3 separate regions of the Mus musculus genome follow, and regions 2 and 3 are each linked to region 1. Evidence: chromatin contacts called from public HiChIP or PLAC-seq and promoter capture Hi-C data. All regions are on one chromosome and are shown on one strand. The core of a region is the stretch at or near the end of the contact, and the rest is flanking DNA. Distances in the headings are between cores, read along the strand shown.

Region 1 (3,203 bases), core at 371-2,870:
CTCTGTCATCTTCTGCTTGTCCACTTGCCTGGCTAGAATGATAGGAGCCTCTGGAAGGGCTGGCTTCTTGACATTATCCTAGGGTGCTCTCCTTTTGAAAGCATGTCCCCGTTCTGGTCCCTGATGGAGAACTTAGTGCTCAGGATGTTGGTTACAGAATTCTTTAGTATCGGTATCTGGGAGAGCTGGGAAGGGAAGAGGTGATCACTTTCCAGTTTCTCCCATGAGAGCTCTAGGACTAAAATGGCCTTTGCATTGTCACACATCCACAGAGTTGGGTGTGATAGCTACAGGAATGTTGCCCAACCCCTGACACATGTGACCTCTAGGAGCATCAAGAGCAGCAGAGGTGGTCCCTGGAGAGGCAGACAGGGAGTATCCCAAGGGTTTCTCACAGAGCAGCAACCTGTGGCTGGAGACAGTGCAGAGCCAGCAAAGGAAGGGGGACTTGTGTGCCTATGCTTGCAGGCCCAGGAAGTCTTTATAGACTCATTCAATTAAGCAGAACGTATGCCTAATGAGGTCCTGAGACATCACCCTGTGGGTTCACCTCTAGGAACTGTGTACCTTTCTGCTTGCCCATCTACCCATGGCCTACTACTGTTCACATTCAGGCAGACTCGACTTTCCAAAAGCCAATTATAAAGAACATCCAAAATCTTAAAGGAGCAGAAAGGTGGCAGGCACAGCAGCACAGCACAGGTCCTTGCTGAGTTGCATAGCCAGACTCCCATTGTAGAAGAAAAAGAAATGACTCCTGCAAGCTGTTTACACTGCACACACACTAAGGCACAGTGTCCTTCCCACACACACCCACCCACCCACCCACCCACACACAGAGACTTAAAAACAACCCTATTAAAGGAAGTGGAAAGAGAATCTTACCTCCCGTTGCCTCCCGTGTTTCTGACACCTGGACACTTCATCCCATCTCCTAAACTCTTCTGCATGTCACACGAGCCCAGTTTGTCAAAGAAGGACTGTCACAAACCTGTCTGAAACTTTCTTTTCTGATGCTTCCTAGGCTCATCTGGACTCAGACTAAGGACTGATTCTGGGCTCTGAGTAAGAGGCCCAGGCATCTCTTTTAAGTTTATTTTTATTATTTTATTTTATATACTGTGCAGCAGAAGATGACCTTGAATTTTGGATCTTCCTGCCTCTACCAGTGCAGGGATTAGAGACCTGTTGTACCACACCTGGGCTTAGAGCTTTGTGTATGCTAGGTGACTTCATGTATGATATGCTCAGTGAGCTAGTCATGGAGTTAAAGACAAGTAAAAGCAACAGAGAAAAAAGGGTATAAGGTCAGTGTTCAGAGCGAGGAAAAACAAAAACGTTAAGGGGAGTGCTTAGGTGCTCCTGGCCACAATCTCGCCCTGAGCAACTGCCTTGGGCTCAGCGTGGAAGCTCAGAGGCCAGTAGGCCACAGCGAGAGTGGCTGTGTCCCCAGGGTCAGTAGCTAAGCAAGTGCCAGCTCCCAGAAAGGCACAGCTCCGGCAGGTGCGGCTCAGCGCCTCCCTCCGGCCGTGCTAGCCGTAGGGACGGCCCTGCAATAACCACGCCCCTAATGCCACGCCCACCTGACGGCCTATAAAAGGCGCCGGCCGCAGCCCACTCAGGTTCGAGTGGGTGCTGCTTAAAGGTGGACGGCGGCCAGGGTTGCCGCGTCCAGCTCGGTGCCACGCCCCGGCCGGTGCTGCGGAAGCCTCAGCCATGCTGTTCTGGCACACGCAGCCCGAACACTACAACCAGCACAACTCTGGCAGCTACTTGCGGTAAGACGTGGCAACACCTGCCTACGATCGGGGTCCGAGCGCTGACTAACCTCAGGCCTCCAGAGAAGGGCCCTCCGGGAGGCCCCTAGGGAATGGTCGGGGAAGAGGCGCACTGATGCCCGCGGGCTGCTTCTTCGAGGTTTCCTTGCCACTCGCTGTGTCCCCAGCCGGGTTTCGTCGCCTTTCCTCTCCCTTCCCCACTCCAATAGGAGAAATAAACTTGCCTCATCTATCAGGAGCTGGAGTGTCCCGGGAAGCCAGGCCCCGCCCGCTCTTTGCTCTTCTCGGCCCTTGGGCCCACAGGTGGATAGCGGGAGCAGGTCTGCGCTGCAGCCCTGAGGGCTCGGGCTTCAGGGGGTGGCTGCCCTTGCTCGGGGTCAACTTGGTATGGCCCCTAGAAATCTCCTCTTCTGTGGGGATTTCGCTAGCGCACTTTAAGGGAAGAGGGTCCCGCGGGATTTTGCAAAGTTCTCTGAACTCCCTCTTTTAGGAAATAGAACTTCCTCACCTCCCCAAATTGCTTTGGTGACTCCGGGATTCTTTGATTTTTTTATCCCCCTCGCTATGGTGCAGCTGGCTGCAGGGCTAATAGGCAGGCATTTCTTTTTCTGAACTCGCCAGAACCAGCTTCAACCTGTCTTTATTTCCATCCTAGTCACAGTTTATTATATGTGCCGTACTTAACCCAAAGTGTGTTTGATGTGGGCTCAAGAAGACATCCCAGGGGCTGTCAGCCCTAACTACAGACCCTTAAGTGCTTCTTTGGACCCCCCCCCCAAGTCTCCTCTTTTGGATTTCTTTGTTATTTGTACTTCCTGGCTTCTGATTCATGTATGTTCAGAACTCCTCTAGGAAGACATGCCCCTTCTTAGAAAGCCGAGGGTTGGCCAGGTTTCACTGGTGTATCTTCAGTTTTTTTTTTTTTTTCTTTTAAAAAATAACTCCAAACCATTGAAAATGGTAATCAAACTAGGGACATGAGACTGCAGATCCCGGTGGTGGTGTTGAGCCCACAGTTAAAATTGCTATAGAATAAATATATGCTAACTGTATTACACTCTATAGGGTTACCTGTGGTTTCTTTTGGATTGTTGTGAGTAGCCATTAGGTATTTAATCTCATCCTATCTTAAAAATGAAGTTGAAGGTGACCTTGAGCGGAAGTATTTGAAATCTAGTTGCATAAAACATTATCCTTGTTTGAGGCGTGGTGTGGTTTATGTATCTGTGCCTGAGATGGAAGTTTTGTGAGCCAACTCAGATACTTTTAAGATTTTGACTTAGCATGAAAGGAGGAAGGCAAACGTTGAGGTTGAGAGCCTGAGAGCCACTACAAAGCAGCACTGTTTCTTTGGGTGCTTTGAGGAAGCAATGGGTAAAGACCAACCATACTCCCCACTGGAAGCTGGTGTTGTTTTTGTTTTTT
Region 2 (3,203 bases), core at 511-3,010, 470 kb after region 1:
CTGCAACCCAGAGCCAGCCATCAGGCCTTTCCTAGGCCAAGTGAGGGGGCATAGTCGCCCTGGGGTCTGCACAGCTAGTATGTGGGCCTGGATTCTGTAGCCAGATAATAGCAAGCTTCTGATGTATGAATGCATGGTGCATGTCGTGGCTGTGGGCTCATCTGATAGAGTTCATTTTTTGTTTTTGTTTTTGTTTTTGTGCGCGCGCGCACACACACACACACCTCCAAAAAGCTGGTCATGCTGTAGCTGGCGTGGCAACTACTCCGGGTTAAAAACAGGAGGATATCAGCTTGAGGTCAGCTTTGGCTACCCAGAGAACTCCCCTTTCAGAAATAAAGCTTAGGTCTGTGCAGGAGGTTGAAGCAAGCAGGCCGGGTTCTGGGGGCCTGAGGGCTCTGCCAGGCCTGTGGCTGTGGACCCAGCTCACTGCTGATGGAGTCAAAGGGCATTGTGGATGAGTGTGTCCCCTCTGAGGAGGGACTGTGGATTCCTACAGAGGTGGCTGGAGCAGGACTGGGGCTCTGCTAAAACCATCTCAGGCTATTCAGTTTGGGATTAGAGAGGAGAGCAACAGGCAGCCAGTCCCAGGTGCCCCTGACCCTGCAATGTCATTGCTCAGACAGGAAGTGGGCAGAGTGACACCCTCAGCTCAGCAGTTCGGCTGGACGGACTTGAGGCTGCCTAGACTTCAGACCATAGCCCAGGGCAGCTAGGGTGTGTGCAGAGGAAAGAGAAACGGCAGCTTCCTGTCCTCACACCAGTATCCAAACTCAGGACAGAGTCCAAGGACTCCACTCAAGACAGCATCGGGCTCTTTTCCTGTCTCTTAAACATGATACTTAAGCTATAGGCAGCCAGTGTACAGACGTCATGGTGGGCTCAGGGATTCTGGGATGTCACTTCCACTCTCTCTGTCCTTCCTCCCCCTTCTCCCCTCACACCTTTCCTTGCCCTCCTCTCTCTTCTCTCACCCTCTCTCCTTCCTTCCAATCTTTCATTTCCTCCCTCCTTCCTTTCCCAACATATAGGAACCCTCCCTCAGTGCCTGGCCTTGCCTGGGGTGTGGACAGAATGATGGGAGACAAGCAAGTGGGTATGCATGGGGCGTGTGTGTGTGTGTGTGTGTGTGTGTGTGTGTGCGCGCGTGCGCGCGCGCTAAGGCAAAGCAAGTCTGGGCTGGAGCATGAAGCTTAAGTCAGGGAACGTTGGGAAGGGCAGGCAGGAGGGCCGGGCCCCAGCTGGGGAGGCCATGCTGGTAAGCTTCCCTCTGAGGTTCAAGTTTAAGGTCCTCTTTGAGGCAGATGAGGATTGATATGGAGGAAGCAGAGCTCTGAGTTCCTGTCCGGTTCTCTACCTCTGTTCCCTATGGTCCTGGGTAGTGATCTTCCCAGGTATAAAATGGGACCAAAGACACCCACGTGTGAGCAGGGGCTGGGGAACTGAGGTGGAGCCACCTGCCTATAGATGCCAGGCTGCAGTTGGTGAAATGCCCCTCACCTCCTTGGTTCCAGTAAGGGCAGGGAGAGGAACCCAGGGTCTGCTCTTGAGCCCAAAGAGCAGGCTCTCCAGCTCCCCAGGTTGGTCCCCAGGCAGCCTGGCTCAGAGCCTCACTTTCTCAGGAAGGCCAAGTTACCGAAACAGATAAATCAATCTGTCAAGATCAGCCTTGGAGAAAGACTCTCTCAGCTACCTCAGCCAAGAAGCTCAAAGGGGAATTGTTCCCGGAGCCCGAGGAGGAAACAACAGATAGTTCTTCGCAGCTCTTCGCCTGCGGCCTTGCTGCCCAGCCCCCCTCCTCCCTTCCCTGGGCTGTAGAGAACACCTGTGCACCGGGGATCAGCCAGGGACAGCACCGCCTCTCCTTCTGGCTCCCAGGGCAGTGCCCAGCCCAGAGCCACCGTTGTGAGAGAAGGGCAGAGCCACTGTTTGGCTCCTGTCCTGGTTTTGCCTGGAGACCTTCTCTGGCCCCCGTGTGTTTGGTGGCCCTTGGCATTAGGAGGGTCACACGGCTGGAGGTGGGGCTGGCAAGCAAACGCCCATCTGGACAGACTCCTGTTCCGAGCTTGAGGTTTGGAAGGGATGGGGACCAGAGAGGCTGAAGACAAGCCGAGACTAGGGAGTAAGGAGCCCAAGGGGTCAATCAGTCCTCCAGTGCTCCCTAAAGAAAAAGGTTGAGGATGGCTTGTTTCTGAGGGCAGGGGGGACTCCAATCTGGAATCACAGCCAGCTCTGCCACTTGGCAGCTGGTGACATTGGGGCAAGTCATTTGTCTTCTCTGATAATCCCTTTCTTCACCTGGAGGCTTGGTGTTTGATGGGGTCTTCTGGTGAAAACAGAAGGTCTTGACCTGGGGGTCTCATGCTGGGAGCACTGACTGCAACAAGCAGCCATGTTGTTTCCTTGTCACGGAACGGGAAGATTCTACACAGTCACTTGACATCCATTTTCTCAATCTTGGAGGGGGGTATCATAGGGCAACTGAGGCTCCCAGTTTGCTATTTGGGTCTAAAGCTGTGTTACAGGAGTTTAGGGGGCCCCAAAGCTAGTGTGGATATATGTGTGTTCCCACGCATGTGCACATGCTTGTATAATGTATTCACATGTATGTGGGGGTGTATGTGTTCTTGTCTGTGCTGGAGCTGGAGGCGAACACCAGGTTCCTTTGCTATCACACTCTGTCTTATTCTCTTAGGATAAGGTCTCCTACTGAACTTGGAGCTAGGTTGGTAGCCAGCAAACTCCAAAGGTCTTCTAGTCTCTGCATCTTCCAAGTGCTTGGGTAACAGGTACACGGGGCCATGCCCAGCCTTTTACATTGGTTGAGGGAGCACAACTCAGGCAAGGAAGCCTGCCTACTGAGCTATCTCCTGAGCCTGCTATTCCTCAGTCTGCTCCACGTTGCAAACACAAAATGGGGAGGTCCAGTCAGAGGAGACAGGTAGGTGGGACCTGAGCCCAGACCCCAGCACATGTCTCTCTTGCCCTTGTGATGCTAGAGTGGCTGGCTGATCACAGCTTTAAGAAAAGAGACTATGGCCAGAAGCAGAGGAGGGGAGGGGGGAACATCAGAAAGAAGTATTCCCAGAACTGATAGGCAGGGGGAAGGAGCTCAGGGCACACCTGGGTCTGCGAGGTGCGGGACTGACTACCCAGCAGGTTGCCATGCTCCCAGAGGCTCCAGGAAAAGGGTTCCTGGGAGA
Region 3 (3,203 bases), core at 193-2,692, 320 kb before region 1:
TGTAATCTTCAGCAGAGTCGCCTACAAACATGCTACCACACCCTCACATTCAGTCACAGCTCTCAGACTTTCACAAGAAGGGATTCTTCAGGTGTGAATCCAAACTCTTCCAGTAATTTCTTCTTGTCACAACTCAAGGAGCTGCTAAAAAAGCCTCAAATTCTACAAGTAGCCGTGAAAGAAAAATAGCCACCTGCTCAAGAACCCAACTGAGACACTATATAAATGAATAACTGACAATGTAAATGTTCTCTATAGAACAAAAACTTAAATACAAAGTGGTGACTGATTTTCATTCATTCATTTTGCACACATTCTCTGAGCACATTTAGTTATGGGCATTATGCAAACATCAGAGACGCAAGCAACTCCTTCTAGCAATAGGACGGATAAATGGGTTTTTTTTTCTCAATTTCTCACGATTTTAGGAGCTAACAGAAAAGCAGTCAAAATAAGGACTATAAATTTTGCACGTGTTAATTTCAGCACTGAAAACGCTGAAGGCTACAGGTTCGAGTTCGAGGTCACCCAAGGCTACTACACATCAAGATCCTGTCTCACGCGCAAAAGGAAAACAGCCAGAGAGCAGAAAATAAACTAATTCCAGCAAAAGCAGATAATACAACCAAGGGTCCTCAGACAGAGCAATATCTGGAGCATTAGACGAATAAAAAGTTAACTTAAACACACACACAGTAACGAGTGTAAATAAAAGGAGAGCGGGGAAAGAGACCTTGTGAGCCACCGGAGAATCTAGATTTTTTTTAAATTTTTTATGCGGGATGAGAAGCTACAGAAGAGCTTTTTGCTTAAAGAAAGACCGCAAGTGCTATTTAAAAAAAAAAAAATACCAGCAGCCAATATAGAAAAGATGTGCTGGTTAGCCACGGGCGTTAACCGAGCCTGGGACTGGAATACTGAACTAGGAAAGGTGATATTCTAAGAGGTACATGACGCTGAGAAGTCGAATCCGGAACCAAGAGGCGGCCTAACCTAAACCCATCGGGCCTGAAAACGAGAGACCGAGCAGGACCAGGCCAACTGGACCAGCCTGGCTAGGAAAAGAAAAAAAGGAGATGGGGAGGAAGGGGGCTCGCCTCTCGGATGTCCTGCTCGGCAGCCAAAAAGCCCTGCAGCTCCACGAAGATCTCGCTCACAGACATGGCGCTGGCTGCCCTACAATCAGTCAGCACCGGAGCACCGCCGAAGAAGTACGACCCACAAACAAGTAGCGGACTCGCTCGCAACGCCCGTCGCCGTCGCCACTGCCGCGTCCACTAGCCCTTGCGCCAAGGCTGGCGCCGGGGTCTTCCCACACCCGCGGCGCACCGGAGCCCGGGCTGCCCGCCGCAATGCCTGAAGCGCCGCGCGCACAGTCCCGTGCCGCGCTCTTGCCCAGAATCCCGACGGCAGGGCCGAGCCTCGCCTGCCGCCCGCACGTAGGCATCTCCGGAAACAGCCCTACGTAGGGGCTTCAGTGGCCCGTGGCCGTAGGCCGGCTGATAGGCAGCTCCAATTAAGGAGGTGGGGATTCGCAGATAGGCATCTAGGAAAACAGCCGGTTGGGGGGGCGGGGGGGGGGTCCTTAGGGACACTTGGCTCGTAGAAGGCGGGGCCAGCGAGTGGCGCGGTTTGCTTATCCATGTTATCTGTGTACTTCAAGCAAGGGAGGGAAGTTATACTTCTGTCTGCTCAACAAAGAGCATGCATAAACTGAATGGGGAAGAATGGCGAGAGAATGTAATCCGATAAATGAAAAATAATAAAAGACTATAATCTAAATAAATATTAATGAATAAAAATATTATCTTCGGGTCTGGAGAGATGGCTCAGCGGTTAAGAGCATCGACTGCTCTTCCAGAGGTCCTGAGTTCAATTCCCAGCAACCACATGTTGGCTCTCAACCATCCATAATGGGAACTAATGCCGTCTTCTGGTGTGTCTGAAATGCAATGTACTCATATGCATAAAATAAATAAATCTACCAAAAAAAAAAAAAAGAAAAGAAAAGAAAAGCGTGTTACTGTAACCTTCAACCAGGGACTACACTTCAGCTATGAACGTGCTTCAGGGCTTTGAAGTCCTTGTACATGATCTGCCTCACAGCTATCCTATCCTCCCAATGAGTATCATGAAGATCTCTCTGGTCTTGAGCAGTCTTGAAGAGGCCAGAGTTCACCTTGTAGCTCCTGCCAGCTGCTTCTCCACCTGATCACCGAGTGCACTTTCTGAATGAGCTTGGATGGAGTACTTCCTGTTATTTCTTTGAAAGAGTATCGTCTGTGGTGGCGTGAGGGCTCTTAACCATCGAAAGGGAGAGATTGACAAACTTTAGCAGTTAAAGGTTTGTCACCAAGACTGACAGTCTGATGGAAGGAAAGAACCAACTCCCACAAGTTGTCCTCTTCAAACACACACACTACACTCACACACACACCAAGTAAATAAATGTGTAATCTTTGATGGACAGTCTCATACTCTCCCCCAGCCCAGAAAATCTATTTTAACTACAAAAGAACCATTCTTTGAAGGAGCAGGAACTAGCCAAGACACCCACTTGTACAGGAACTGTTTTTGATCATGTTCTGGACCCAGTTTCCTCATAACTTAGTAAGAAATATTCTTTGGGGGGGGGGGTCGAGAAAGGGTTTCTCTGTGTAGCCCTGGCTGTACTGGAACTCACTCTGTAGACCAGGCTGGCCTCGAACTCAGAAATCTGCCTGCCTCAGCTCGAACTCAGAAATCTGCCTGCCTCAGCCTCCCAAGTGCTGGGATTAAAGGCATGTGCCACCACTGCCAGGCTTGTGGGCTTTTTTTTTTTTTTTGAAAGAATATTGTAAGTGCCCTTTACCTTTCACTGGAATTTAGAATTTAGATACCTTGCTAAGCATGGGAGAAGGGATTCTTTTGATCTTAAAGCTTTTCTATTCCAACAGCCAATCCCTTCTTTTGTGTTCTTCTGTTTTGTTTTGGTAAAGAATATGTTAGATCTCAAAGAAACACATCTCAGAACCTTTGGCTCCTCCCAACACTTCTCACCAGCCCCCTACCCCAAACCTCTCCCAGGGCCTGGGCTTCAGCTTCTCTTCCCCTACTTTCTCCTCCCTATAAAAAAAAAAAAAAATGTGGCTACACACTCTCTTCATCTCCCAGTCCTTGCACCTCCTCTTCTGTTCCTCTCTCACTCTCCCACCTCTCTCTCC

What was found. HiChIP or PLAC-seq counts read pairs in DNA pulled down with a chosen protein or histone mark. Capture Hi-C pulls out chosen DNA fragments and counts their contacts.
Region 2: a contact with region 1 is called in an H3K4me3 HiChIP or PLAC-seq map of stem cell-derived neural progenitor cells, with 2.7 times the contacts expected there. The contact joins the enhancer-like site here to the promoter of Tfcp2l1 in region 1. A contact is called at or near these places in 11 of 39 promoter capture datasets (the 3T3-L1 cell line, the HPC-7 cell line, HPC-7-derived erythroid cells and 6 more), 5 of 484 Hi-C or Micro-C datasets (embryonic stem cells and nephron progenitors), 4 of 115 datasets of contacts at active chromatin or transcription factors (embryonic stem cells and stem cell-derived neural progenitor cells) and 1 of 9 other capture datasets (embryonic stem cells).
Region 3: a promoter capture Hi-C map of pancreatic islet shows a contact between it and region 1. The contact joins the promoter of Tsn here to the promoter of Tfcp2l1 in region 1. A contact is called at or near these places in 7 of 39 promoter capture datasets (the C10 cell line, cranial neural crest, hippocampal neurons and 4 more), 1 of 484 Hi-C or Micro-C datasets (B cells), 3 of 115 datasets of contacts at active chromatin or transcription factors (the 230-238 cell line, embryonic stem cells and large pre-B cells) and 3 of 9 other capture datasets (adipose tissue, liver and pancreatic islet).

Annotation. Positions count from the first base shown.
Region 1 is chr1:118,626,325-118,629,527 of GRCm38.p6, forward strand. Tfcp2l1 (transcription factor CP2-like 1) reads left to right here and starts at 1,621. Exons shown (of 15, transcript NM_023755.2): 1 at 1,621-1,778. The coding sequence starts at 1,717.
Region 2 is chr1:119,096,426-119,099,628 of GRCm38.p6, forward strand. No RefSeq gene overlaps it. Among named protein-coding and RNA genes, the nearest start is that of Gm41934, 29 kb to the right of the region's middle. Within about 2 kb of position 1,761, at least 12 of the 459 cell types and tissues checked have an H3K27ac peak or open chromatin away from gene starts, as enhancers often do. A contact at or near this core is called in stem cell-derived neural progenitor cells, where this site is marked.
Region 3 is chr1:118,309,904-118,313,106 of GRCm38.p6, forward strand. It overlaps Tsn (translin), which reads right to left and starts at 1,443. Exons shown (of 6, transcript NM_011650.4): 1 at 1,098-1,443. The coding sequence starts at 1,163.